Linked DNA regions of Gossypium hirsutum: region 1 is linked to region 2. The links are chromatin contacts, called in public Hi-C maps. All regions are on one chromosome and are shown on one strand. Each heading gives the region's core, a stretch centred on a gene start, on an enhancer-like site or on the middle of the called end of the contact. The rest is flanking DNA. Distances are from core to core; before and after follow the strand shown.

Region 1 (3,364 bases), core at 849-3,348, 150 kb after region 2:
TATACTATTTATTTTTTAGATTGTTATATATGTCTCTTTATTGTTCCTTGATTGCTAATGTTAGCATAAATAATGTATGTTGAGTCGTCGTTGTCATTGTGTGTACCATAATTTGTTCACTTGTATTTTCATATTATTGTCGTATATTTGTGTGATGTTATCCATGTAAATTTGTCTCATGCTCATTACCATATTTTTATGTCATCGCATCGTGAATTAAACCCCAACACATTTATCTAACTTAGATCATTTTAGTTTATTTCAAACAAAATAAACACACGTCGTTTAAATATCGAATTCGCTATTATTCAAAAGCAAAAATTTTAAATAAGGCAATGTTTCGCGTTTTGGAACGTCGAGGAATTGTGCCCTAACTTATGGGGTTTTGGTTTTCTCGTTGATTCTAAATAGCCAAATATCCTTTCGAATTTTAAAATGCATGAAATTTCAATAAAAATTAAAGACAAACTTGCGCTCGGGAGTTCATGGTATTGTGTCCTAACTTATGAGATGTGATGCTCCGATATCTCGAAATGAGGAAATCTTTGGCAATCATTTTGATCTAATCCAAGCGTTTTTTAATTGGCATTAATAAAAAAAGGGTCGTATTTTAAATTTATTCCTGATTTTTAATTTTCGACATTAAGACACTAACTAATCAATTCGGTACCAATTTTGAGCGTGACGAGGGTGCTAATCCTTCCTCGCACGTAATCGACTCCGAACCCATTCTCTCGAATTTCGTAGACCAAAAACACCTTTTTAATAAACTCAAATGTTTTATTAAAACAAAGGTGATCCGATCATCCCTAATAAAGATCGGTGGCGACTCCCGTTTTAATTTTCGCTTTTAAACAAAGTCGATTCCCATTTTCAAAAAATAGTTTCGATATGATATATCTAAATATGGAAATAAATAATAACCGGATAATTGTCTTGGCACTAGCAGTGTTACCCAAACTATTATAATACTCCGTACAGCACTTAATGTAACACCTTGTTTGTTGGAATAATCTCCCCCTTGAGAGTCGAATCAAGCCATTCATTGCTATGTAACGAGGAGATTGAAGGTGTGAATGTGGTTGGGTAAGGAGCATTAAGCACTGTGCAGAGAGAGCAATGGCTAAGGTGGGACTGGGACTGCACTATACTCATATTGCTCCCGGACGGATTGTCGGCTTTTGAGGCCTAGATATGTCGGATGTCTCTTCTAATAAAAATTGCACTTTATAATGCTGATTTTGCTAAGTTGTTAATTCCAAATATTACCCCCCAAAAACCAAGATTTTAAATCTTGCAAGTGTTTTGTTATCATTATTCTGAATTTTCCTAAATATTTTTCAACTTGCACTGCGCCTTCATCAATGTTATTTTCCATCTGAGATCGTCTAAACTCTAAACTACTCTCTTAATAATTTTTATTTTAGTTATATTACAAATATATATTTTTATTATTTTATTATTTTTAAAATAATAAAAATAGAGTTGTTCTTCTACTGAATTGAGCAGGATTAGTACCAAGACCATGTATGACATTAACAGCATACACATTTATCTAAGCTCAATTTTATCTAACATATCAGCATCACTTTTTGGTCATATTTATTTATATTTGTAAATAGTTGACCCGAATTTATTTAAATTTTTATTTTTATTTAATATTAAGTAATTTTATATAGATATTTTTTACAATTATTTTATTAAAATTCTAAATATAAGTAGCTTAACATATTTTTTAATACTTAAATTATAGTATAATATATTGAGCTTTTATGTGATATAAATTACATAATGAAGAAAAAACAGGAAAAGATGTTATAAACTTAAAAAATGAATTGAAGTCGGGTTTTGATTATTAGAGCTTGAGCTTAATTTATATGTTAAACAAGTTTTTATTTTTTGTTTAAATTCATTTTTTGAATTTAACAATTTCATTCAAACTTTTCAACTATCAAATAAACCTTTAAATTTAAATAAATAATTCGATCCTTGAATAAATACAAGTGAAAATAGGATTTCAGCCCACCCGAATAAGCCTGGGCAAAAGACATGTAAAAATTTGTCGGTACAGCCAGGCTAGGTGTGGGCAGAACAACCTACGTCATTAAACTAAAAATCCAGCCGAACATGTTCCTCTTGTCCCCATGAGATAAACACCCCATACTCATGAAACCCAAATCCTCATCTCAACCAAAGGCCCAAACCTCCGACCCTCATCTCTCGCCTTTGTTTTCTTATAAAATAAGCGATGTTAAATTTTAATATTAATCCCTATATTTTATAAAAGTAGTGGATTTAATCTTTGTACTTTTTAAAATTTAAAATTCTAATTCTTACCAAAACGATAACTGTTAAATTTATTAAGTTAAATTATGTTATTTTTAGAATTAGATACGGCAAACATATTATCATGTGTGTAATGCTATGTCAATTTCTTATTTCCACATATTACCTACAAAAAATTCAGTTAATGGATTAATGATTGTTATTTGCTTCAATATTGAAGTTTCAAAATTTGAAAAGTATAGGGACTTATGATGGTGCAATTTGAGAATATAGACTAAATCTATAAGTATACGCACAATACGGGGGCCAATAATTGAATTTAACCAAACAGATTTAACTGCTATTGTTTGGATCAGAACTACAATTTTAATATTCAGAAAGTATAAGGACTCAAATTTCTCAAATTAAAGTGTAGGTGTAATGATCTAATTTTCAATGGTGTCGTAAAATTCGGTTTTGGACTGGATTAATTTGAGTTGAGTTAGTAATTAATTAAAATAGAATAATTACGTGTTAAGTACAGATCGAGAAAGTCAACTTATTAAATGTTATAGAATTAAATCGATTAATAAAAATAGCATAGGGACTAAATCGCTTAGTGAACAAAGTATGAGGAAAATTGATTTTAAATTTAGCAAGTGCCTTAAATGGCAATTAAACTAAGGTCATATTAGTAATTAAACCATTTATAATTTATGACACATGATTAATTACTAATGTTTCATCTTTTTCTTCTCCGAAAAGAGAAGAATAAGCAAAGCTCAGTTTCTTCATTCGTCATTAAAATAACAAGGTAACTGATCAGGTTTCCCCTTAAATTTTATAGATTTGTTTAATATGAAAAATAATACACTATACCAAATATTAACCCTAATATATAGGGTTTCTTCGACGTGGGTTGCATGAGACTTATTTGCATTGTTATAATCGTCGTTTTATGATTAATTCCACATTCAGTTGCAGAAAAATCAAGAAATTAAGTAATTTTAATGAGATAGAGAGCGCACTTGTTTAATAACTTAATCCTTCAAAGTTCACACAAAGTGGAGCGAGGTTTTCAATTACCATATAGTTTCCA
Region 2 (2,909 bases), core at 285-2,784:
TTAATTTCCCAAATTCATTATTAGCACAGGTCTTAAAAGCTAAATATTATCCACAGTCAGATTTCATCTATGCACAGCTAGGGAATTTACCTTTTCTGACCTGGAAAAGTATTTGGGCAGCAAAAGGGCTAGTGCAAGATGGTTTATGTTGACGAGTTAGGAAAGGAGACCAAATTTCTGTTTGGAATGATCATTGGATTCCAGGTGTAGATATTGATAGAAGTAATGACAACATCAACAATATAGGAATTGAGTTAGTTTTGGACTTAATTGAAGCAACAAGAAGAAAGTGGAAAGCTGATCTAATTGAAAATACCTTTCGAGAAAATACTGTATAGAAGATTTTGCAAATTCCCCTGGCGGAAGAAGAACATAACAACTTCCATGTCTGGCGAGGAGAACATTTTGGCAAATTTACAGTCAGAAGTGCCTATAAACTATTACAAGAGGCAACTACGGATCCTAGGTCTTATTTAATACAGACCGAAACAAAAAATTTCTATAGGAAATTATGGAATTTACACCTCCTATCAAAAGTTGCCATCACTATATAGCGTCTTTTATGGAATTTTATCCCTACCCTAAAGAATTTAAGACTAAGAAAAGTGGCTTCAGATAGCTTATGCCCCCGGTGTCGAAATGGAGAAGAAGATAGCAACCATGTGTTTAGACAGCGCCCTATAACAATAGAAACATGGCAAAATCTTAATCTCTCATGGGTCACAAATAATGCAATTCCAAATCAGTGGTATTGGCTTACCTGGGTTTTTACCATAGGTAACAGTCAATAGTGTCGCCTTTTTTGCTGTGCTGCATGGGTGATATGAATTGCCAAAAACCAACTTGTTCATGAGGGGAAAATAACAACATGACAAGAATTATCAAAAAAAGTTTACAGTTACATAGCAGAAATAGATGGATCGGAAGAAAAACCATCTACTTTAGGTGATAACAGAAGTCAAAGACGGATCACAAGAAATACGACAGTAACTATCTATTTTGACGCAACATTTGATAGCAAATATTCAAGATCAACTTCGGGTCTGGTGGTGTGGGGGGGGGGAGATGGACGAGTTTCTTGCCTTAAAATCAGTACTCCACTCCGCAATATCGTCCCCGTTCATGGCGGAGGCATATGCAGGATTACAAGCAGTAAAGTTAGGGATCTCACTGGGTTTTCAGTCAGTTATTATAATGGGAGACTCAAAAACAGTTATAAAAAAATGCAACTTAACAACGACAGATAAGTCAGTGCTAGGGGTGGACATCCGAGATATTCAAAGAAAGAAACAATTTTTCCAAGAAAGCAATTTCAGTTTATTCACAGATCAGAGAATAGTCAAGCTCATGAACTTGCAACAGAAGCTTTAAGAAAGGGAGAGGAAACATACCTGGAGGATGCAGCCTTCACTTGCCTTCAGCGTGGAAATGAAATCTCCTAGGAAATTGCTATCGTTTTGAACGGCTGGCATGGGAACTTGAAACATCAGATATTAGTGGACACCAACTGTTTTGATACCGACTGAATTGGACGTTTGGATTAGATGGTTTTTGTTTCTTTCATTTTTCTGATTTTTTTGTTTAGTGTGGGCATCTTATCTTTTGGGCCAATTTTTCTTTTATTTTTAGGGTCCACTTTCATTGATCCAAAAGCCTCTATTATATTGCTCATTTTAAGATAAATAAAGTTTAGTCGGATTTTTCAAAAAAAAATTTGTCAAACAATAATATATGACAAGTGTGGTGACATATAGAGTGATTATATATGTAATTTAGAACGCATAATAATTGTATTTTTTTAAAATTTTCATTGCATAAGTCAAAATGAAGTCCCTCATAAATGTTAATAAATATTATATTAAAAAAGGAAACAATAATAAAAAGTTTAGTTCCCAAAAATAATGTAAAAATAATGAAAGAGTAGTAAATAAAACTACAATAAAACTACACCCATCAACTTTCATTTCCTATTTATATCCCCAAAATAAAGCATTTGTATTTCACACATTATTAAAGCTTAAGTTCATACGTCAAATTAAACAATACAAAATTTGGTCCTTGCCCATCAGTAAATGGGATGAAAACAAAGAAAGTTTCAATTATGGAAGAATAACAGAATGCAACGTAAGGACAGAAGATATTAGGTGCCACCAAAATTTGGATCTTTGCCCATCTGTAAATGGCTCCCTACTGCCCATGTAAATCTCAGTGCCTAATATATAATTATCTCTTTAATCTAGATGGAAATTCTTATTTTCTTTCATTGGCTTCTATTTATACTTGTTGTATGTTTTTTATTCTTCTTTATAGTAACATTTGAATACTGCAAAATATTTTAGATGAATGATTATTAACACCAACGAAAACATAAGAAAGTAGTGTCATTTTTTCGGATATGATTCTATAATATGTTATAGGATTATTTTATGTACTGGAATGTTAAAGTTGGGATTTTTTTAGACCATACCGGATATAAATTTTGAGGTGGAGGGGTGGCTGGAGTGCAAAGCTTCTTGTTGGCATGTAATTGGGGGGGGGGGCTTACAGGGTAGAAGCCAGGGGGGCTGGCATGGGCCCTGCCCCCCTAAAATGTAAAGTTACTCTTTTGACCCTTAATTTTTTTAAAAATTTTAAATTAGTAAAGGTAAAATTACACTTTAGCCCCCTTAAAATTATAAAAATTTGATTTAATCCATTACAAATTATAAAGATATAAACTATAAAAAATCAAAATTTTATTCGGCCCCCCTAACAATTTGTTCTGGCTTCGCCGCTAGGGGCTTACCTATGATATGCATAATTGCATAATGCAATGCAACAAATTGTATGATAATTCATTCATAATGGAGTAATGGATTACAGCATTATGTGACTTTCTAAAAAAAATGGAAGTTTAAAGAATTGGCTAC

The links. A called contact is a pair of places that touch in the nucleus more often than the background predicts.
Region 1: a Hi-C map of leaf shows a contact between it and region 2, with 2.0 times the contacts expected there. The contact joins the enhancer-like site here to the promoter of LOC107916628 in region 2. A contact is called at or near these places in 9 of 34 Hi-C or Micro-C datasets (anther, callus, leaf and 1 more).

Annotation. Positions count from the first base shown.
Region 1 is chrA01:16,143,268-16,146,631 of Gossypium_hirsutum_v2.1, forward strand. No RefSeq gene overlaps it. Among protein-coding and RNA genes, the nearest start is that of LOC107917069, 6.6 kb to the right of the region's middle. Within about 2 kb of position 2,099, at least 2 of the 9 cell types and tissues checked have an H3K27ac peak or open chromatin away from gene starts, as enhancers often do. A contact at or near this core is called in leaf, where this site is marked.
Region 2 is chrA01:15,995,472-15,998,380 of Gossypium_hirsutum_v2.1, forward strand. It overlaps LOC107916628, which reads right to left and starts at 1,535. Exons shown (of 4, transcript XR_005926399.1): 1 at 1,392-1,535; 2 at 761-810; 3 at 317-678; 4 at 1-177.